Linked DNA regions of Mus musculus: region 2 is linked to region 1. Evidence: chromatin contacts called from public Hi-C data. All regions are on one chromosome and are shown on one strand. Each heading gives the region's core, a stretch centred on a gene start, on an enhancer-like site or on the middle of the called end of the contact. The rest is flanking DNA. Distances are from core to core; before and after follow the strand shown.

The links. Hi-C and Micro-C count contacts between places; a contact is called where the count stands out from the background.
Region 2: a Hi-C map of B cells shows a contact between it and region 1, with 5 read pairs. The contact joins the promoter of Foxa3 here to the promoter of Ube2m in region 1. A contact is called at or near these places in 1 of 39 promoter capture datasets (cranial neural crest) and 1 of 484 Hi-C or Micro-C datasets (B cells).

Annotation. Positions count from the first base shown.
Region 1 is chr7:13,036,601-13,040,151 of GRCm38.p6, forward strand. It overlaps Ube2m (ubiquitin-conjugating enzyme E2M), which reads right to left and starts at 1,378. Exons shown (of 6, transcript NM_145578.3): 1 at 1,021-1,378; 2 at 1-60. The coding sequence starts at 1,129.
Region 2 is chr7:19,021,950-19,025,245 of GRCm38.p6, forward strand. Foxa3 (forkhead box A3) reads right to left here and starts at 1,590. Exons shown (of 2, transcript NM_008260.2): 1 at 1,400-1,590. The coding sequence starts at 1,468. Sympk (symplekin) reads left to right here and starts at 2,428. Exons shown (of 27, transcript NM_026605.2): 1 at 2,428-2,557.

The DNA.
Region 1 (3,551 bases), core at 128-2,627:
GGTCGTCTGGGTCTGAGAAGCTGATGTCACACGTCTTGGGCAGGTTCAGCTCGTTAATGTCTAGGTTTGGACAGCATGGAAAGGGAGAGAAACAGGTAAAAGAAAGGAGGTCTGGGCATGTGTCAGCAGAACCCATAAGTTCGCTTTCTAGACCTGAAGAGCTTTGTGTGGTGTACTTTAACTCAGTCTGTACTACTCCATATTCTTTCCACTTTCCAGTCTCTACGTGGACTCTTCTGGATACACAGTATCCCATATACAAGCATCTTCAAGTATAACTGCCCATCTCTTGGGAAAACCCTTACCCAGCTAAGTCCTCCACAAGTTCCCACAACATAGTCCCCAAGAACCTCTACTCCCATAACCCTTGCTTCCAAGAACCCTGAGCACCTTAAACCTGAGGTTTTCTATCTCTAGTCATTATCTCCACTCACTACTGTTTATCTGTCCACCGCAATTCAAGGACCATGACACCGGCCCCCCAACACTAAGTCACCCCTTCTCATCAACCACCCACCTCCACTGTCCTTCCTCGTCTCCATCTTATTACAAGCCCAAGATCCCATCTCATCCTTGAGATTTCCTGTATGGTAGCTTAAATTGACCCACACTCACATTTTTTAGTTCCTGTAACCTTCTTTTCTCCCTCCTCTTCACCTCAAACTCAAAATTGCTCTGCCTGACCCTCTGGACCTGAGTCTTGGGCCACGAGTCCCCAGTTTAAAACACTAAACCGTCTCCCACTTATTCCCAATTCGTAACCTTCACAATCTTCACGACACGGCACCCCAGAGCAAAGTTCTCGTCTGACTCTCAAAACTATACCCCTCCCCTAACAGATTCCGCGTCCCTAACACTCCAGGCCCGAGTATCCCAACGCCCCAATCTATGACCCTCCCTAGTGACCGCACCCCCAGTCCCGCATCACAACCCTCGAAACCTGACCACCAATACCAAATATCAGGGGCCGCATTTTCTCGCCACGGTCCCTGACCTCGAACGCAGGGTCCCGACCCCTACCCTTCTGAATCCGGAGCTGCGCCGCCGACGCCTTCTTGCTGCTGCCCTTGGTGCCGCCGGCCGACTCCTCCTCCTTCTTCTGCTGCTTCAGCGAGAACAGCTTGATCATCCTGCCGCCGCCGCCGCAGCCCGCCGCCGCGGGGGCCCGGGACCCCGGCCACCCGGCCCCCCGCCGCCGCCTGCGCCGCTTCCGCTCCTCGGACCCGCTACCGCGGCCTCCTCCGCTGCCGCTCGCCCGGCCTGCCGCGCTGCTCCGCGCCCACCGCACGGCCCGCCTCGGCTCCCGTAGTCCGGCTCTGGCCTGGCTAAGCACCTCGGGTGTGTTCGGAGGTGCTCGGGAGGACTCGGCGATCCTCGGCCCCGCCCCTGCTACGGTCCCCGCGCCCTCCTCCCCCTCTTCCGCTTGGGTCTGGTGAGGCCCCGCTGCGGCTGCGGACGCCGGCCTTTACAGGTCCGCCGCTCTCCCGCCTACTTGCTCCCTCTGCTAGGAGGCTGCGGTGAGGTGGAAGGAGGAGGCGGTAGCCGCGCTTGCGGCGGCAGGGTACCGCAGGGTACCGGTGGAGGCTCAGCTTCCGCGGCAGGCGCGGCTTCGATGCGGAGGTCGGCAACGGCCTCGGGCGCCCCGCCGCTTCGGCACTTTCCGTCGCCTGCCCACTTCGGTTTTTCCTGCCTCAGCTGTGCTCTGCGCCTGCGCAACCCTTGCAGCCCCCTGGTTCCTCCTCATTGTAGTTTGAGGTTCGGTCTTTTTCGGTTAAGCTCGGGTATTTCCGTTTGTGGAGGTGACTATTCGGCGGTCTAGCGGGTACTTCCTGGGACGCGCACCCAGTAGAGTAGGAAGCAGTGCTTGCGACCATTTTTGAGCGAGGCGGGTAGTGAGTGGCCGTTTGGCTCTCGGTGGTTCCATTCAATCTTACACTTACGCGGAGCGCAGCGGAACCGGGCTAGACTGGATCTTTGCTCTCTGAGGATTCAGCAAACGCAGGGCCTGGACGTTTTAAGGGACGTTGTCGAAGGGTGCAGAAGCAGGCTCCCCTAATCCCACCGCAATCCCAGATTCGGATTGATGTAAACTAGTTTAAATTTCGAATTGCTCTGGAGGCTTGAGGCATCAAGTTGGCTTGAGCCCAGGCGCTCAGGGATACCCTAGGCAACACATCGAGACTCTTGTTCCTTAAAATAGATTTCTATTGTGCAACAGGCTGTGAGCAACTGTGTAGTTCTAGGGTCCAAGGTGGACGTGGGTATAGGACTCATAACTGCGGCTTAGAGAACAGCAGAAGTGGCATTGGCTCTCTCGAGTGGCATTGTGCCTCTCGATTGGCTTATGTTGAGTGAGCTTAGGGTGCTTGGGAGGCAGAAGGAAATAGCTCAGGATGGGTCAGTGACTTCAGGCTGTCATCTAGGAATCCAGCCGAAGCCAGAGTCTAAATGCTTCTTGTTGCTTGTCTGGTCACAGCTTGAAAAACATGGCCAGAACAGGTTCGGACTCTGTTCTGCTCTTTGCCATCTGACAGCATTTGTGCCACCCAGCATGACCCGCGGTTCTACATTCCAGACTTAGCCAGCAGCACCCTCCTCCTCCTGACTTTTTAAGGCTAGCTCATTCTGAGACTCAGACAAATCACTCTAGAACTGTTCATTACTGTCTTGTCAGTTACCATTTTTGTCAGTTACTATCTATGCTGACTATTTTTGTGCAGCTGTTGTTTTTCTGGCTTGCTTTCTTCCAGATAGGATCCATCTCTGTAGTCCAAACTCAGCACGTAGTCCAGGCTGATCTTGAACTAACATTATTCCTGTTGTCTCTGTTTCCTGAGTGCTGTGGTTACAGATACATCCCTCCTTTTTCTGACCCTTCTAAAGTCCTATGGCTGTGGCTACATGGGGCTCTGGCTAATCTTTCTGGTCCTACAGTTCTACTGACTGGGGTAGCACTTGCCTGCCTGTGTTCATTCACTACCCCTCAGATTGGATTCTAAATTATGCTTAGCTTAACTCAGGATCTTTGGTAGCCTGTGAGACAGGAGAGATCAACACTGAAAATTATGGGGACTTAAGAAAGGAATAGAGTGGCTGGAGAGATGGCTCAGTGGTTAAGTGCATTGACCGTACTTACAGAGGTCCTGAGTTCCCAGCAACCACATGGTGGCTCACAAGCATCTGTAATGGGATCTGACACCCTCTTCAGGTGTGTCTGAAGACAGCTACAGTGTACTCACATACATGAAATTAAAAAAAAAAAAAAAGTGGTGGTGGAGGAATAGAGCCTCTGACTCTGTAGCCTGGTTGAACCTGATTTTTCCCTTGGAGAAGTAGGAATGCCAGTACAATGAACAGCTGCTTCAAGGCATTTCTTCCCTCTCAGCTGTAGACCTACAATTTTCTAGGAATCTCACCAGAAGCTCCATTATAGGAAAAAGGTGTGTCCTAGACATGTAGTAGCTTCTGGTCTTACCTTCTCTGATTATCCCATCCCAGGCATCTCTGCAGCCACCCTCTAGCCTTTTCAAAAGAGGAAGGAAACAAGTTTC
Region 2 (3,296 bases), core at 340-2,839, 6.0 Mb after region 1:
GCTTGCTATGTAGTCGACCTTAGAACTTCTCATCCTCCTGCCTCAGCTTTCCAAATGCTAGGTTTACAGGCATGCATATCCACAACTGGTCTGTCAATTTCCGTCAGCCTCTACATACACTGTCTCCTCAACTGAGGGCTGGGGAGCATTCACACAGTACTCCCAAATTTTAGTTTTTCTTCTCTAGAACCCTCAACTAACTTCTTCAGATGTGTCCCCAGAAGGACAGACTTGTAGTTGGCTCTCTTAAATCCAATGCTCAAACTCCCAATGACCTGAGATACCACCCTGGCTTCTGCCTTCCTACAAAGTCACCAACACCTCCAGCCCCCTCCCTTTCTACTTCTGCACACTCCCAATTCCTTCCCGGTCAGCTCTGCCCCACCTCACACCTCACCAGACCTAGGACAGGCCCCTCCCGGGCACCTCGCCAACTCCAAGACCAGCTACCCCTAGGGATCCAGGAGTCCAATTCCACAACTTGGAAATACAGACCCTAGCCACCTCCCTCAGCCGCTGAAGCTTGACTTGTTCGAGAGCCCCCCCCCCCCACCTTAAGCCGTCTATGTCAGGAGCTCATGGGTCCAGAACCTCGGCCCTTCTCCCCACCATCACAATATGGACTACAGGGTGCAGAAGCACTCGGACAAACGGGAGTTAGACGTGAAGAGGGACTTTCTGTTTGTTGGGGTGAAGGAATTAATGTAAGTCTAGCAATGCCTAGATGGTGTACATTCTGGAGAGCCCCTGCTGAGGGTCGGGGTAAGGATGGCTGACTCCTGCCACACAGATGTGGATCCTCTTGTCTTTTGATCTTCCAAGGCTGACGTCATCTGAGGACTAGTCTACCTAAGCCACCTGTTACATTAGATTCCTCAGAAGGACCCCCGACCACCCTATTTGTGCCCCTACCTTAGCTCCTCAGCTGATCTTTATCCCGGAACCTCAATTCTGACCCCCGACTGCCCGAAGTCCCCCAACCCCCGTCTTCAACCCTGAATTCCGGCACAAACTTTTCCTTACTGCGGACTACCAATGCCTCTTAGTCTCTGTATTTCTCCTCTCTACTACAGAACTCATTTCTCGAGGTCCTCCAGCTCTATCGCTCTACCCTAGAGCTCCGGTTCCCACCTCCAATTTGTTCATTCGACTCAGGGGCTCGACACCTTTCAAGTATAACTTCGAGGTTTCATTGCTAACATTTTCTTCCGTTGGAAGCAAGCCTTCGCATGGATCTGCAGTCTAAATCGTTCTCCCAAACCTTGTCCCCCGACTCCCACACCTAGAATCTGTGTCCTCAGGTCTGTTGCTCCCACCTGGGCCCACACCACAGCGCCTGCTTGCATTTAAGCCCCACACCTGCCCCCCATTTCCCGCTCCGCCATCCCCGAGGACACACCTCGCCCGCCTCCGGGTAGTAGCTCCACTCGGCCAGGTCATGAGCCTCCATCTTCACTGAGCCCAGCATCCCCGGGGCCTGCGCCCCCACACACCCAGGCTGAGGCCCCCCTGGGGGAACCGAGTGCTTCGGTCTCTCTACAGGCACTAGCCCCGAGTTCCGACCTGAGGCACACAGCCCGGGAGTCCCGCTGGCCCAGGCGCCTTGGGAGGCAGCCACTTTTTATAGCCGGGACACCCCCTCCCGGGCCCGCCCCGGGCTCCCCGCCCGCCTCCCCGAGCGCGGCGCCCTCGGATTGGGGCGCCCCCTGCGGGATCTCAAGAAGAGAGACCTCAGGCACTGGGAGCCTCGGTCCTGGCACCTGGAAGCTTGCGATGGATGAAGAGTCGGGGACTACAAGGCGTGGGGTAGAGAGCCACACCCTGCTGATCCCAAAAGCCCTAGAGCAACAGAGCGGGAGCCGGGGAATCTTTCTGCCTCTAAGTGTTTCATCATCTCCAGCTAAAGGAGGGAAACTCTAGAACCCCGCATGTCTTCCACGAAAGAAAGGAGGTTGACAGAGCTCAGGACTCCACAAGTCCCTATACAACACCGTTTAAGTAGCCCGCAGAGATTCCTGAAACCACATTCCCATTGGACAGACAGGAAGACTGAGGCTTTTGACGTCTGCGAATGTTGCAGGCTCCGTACAGAGTCAGGGTCGGCGGTGGAAAGGCTCAGGGCTTCTGCTCAGACCCCATTAAGGCACCAGATCTCCTCTAAGACCCAGAAACTCCACTCACAGCACTCTCCACTCAACGTTAGCCAGCCGTCTAGGGAGAGGGACTCCGGACCGCTGGGAACTCCATTTCCCAGAAGCCTTCGTTCCCATTTCCGTCCGGCGCCTGCGCAGCGCGGACTACATTTCCCAGAAGGCATGGCGCTCGAAGGCCGGAAATGGCGGCCGCTCCGGTGGACGCCCGGGGAGGGCGGGCGGCTGCCGACGCGGCACGCCTTAGGGGCGGGGACCGGCCGCGGTGCCGGACTCCATTTCCCGGCGGCCCTACTAGTGCAGCGCCTGCGCCGTGTCACGGCGGCGGGCGGAAGATGGCGGCGGCGGCAGCGTCTGCGGAGAGGCGCTGCTGAGGGGGCGCGAGGGGGACAGAGGCCGGAGTCGCGGTGAGCGGGTGGCGGCGTGAGGTCCTGGGGTGGGGGGAGGGGGGGCGCTGACAAGGCCGGGGCGCGAGCGATGGGGAGGGCCTCGGCGAGGGCCGGGAGCAGCGGGGTCGCGGGCCCCCGCTTCTTCCCACACTGCTCGGGACCCATCCTTGCCTTCTTTGGCTTCCCGGTCCCCCGGGGCCAAAGTTCCACCGTGGCCGCGCAGACCTCCTGGGCCACCAGCCTGGCCCTGGCTCGTCCCCCGCTCCGCACACTGCTGCACCGGGCCCTTCACTTCCCCAGACTGGCCGTGTGCGAAGCTTCCCACCTCCGGGCCTTTGCACAGGCTGTTCCTCCCCAGTGTCCCCCGCCCTGGAAACGTGCTGTTATCCTTCGGCCTAACTCCCTTTCATCTTCGGGGTTGGGGGGCTCGGCACCCCACGTCACTGCCCCTGCAAAACCTCCGTTTGCCTCCCTCCTTCCTCAAATCCGCCTGCTGAAGGCTCTCCTAGGTCCCCTTGCCTTGCCTTCTCGTCACGTGTGGTCGAACTTGTTATTAGGATTTTATTTGTGTGCTGCGTGAGGAGGTCCCTGACCCTGGGCTCTGTGTAAGAGAGGACAGAGTGTGTCCTGGTGCCTGCCTCCCAGCACAGCTCGCGCCCAACATACACTGGTGTTGCTTAGGCGATGCTCGTTGAATGAATACAGAAAATACAAAAAACAAACAAACAAACAAACAAACAAAAACACTTGGAGATCC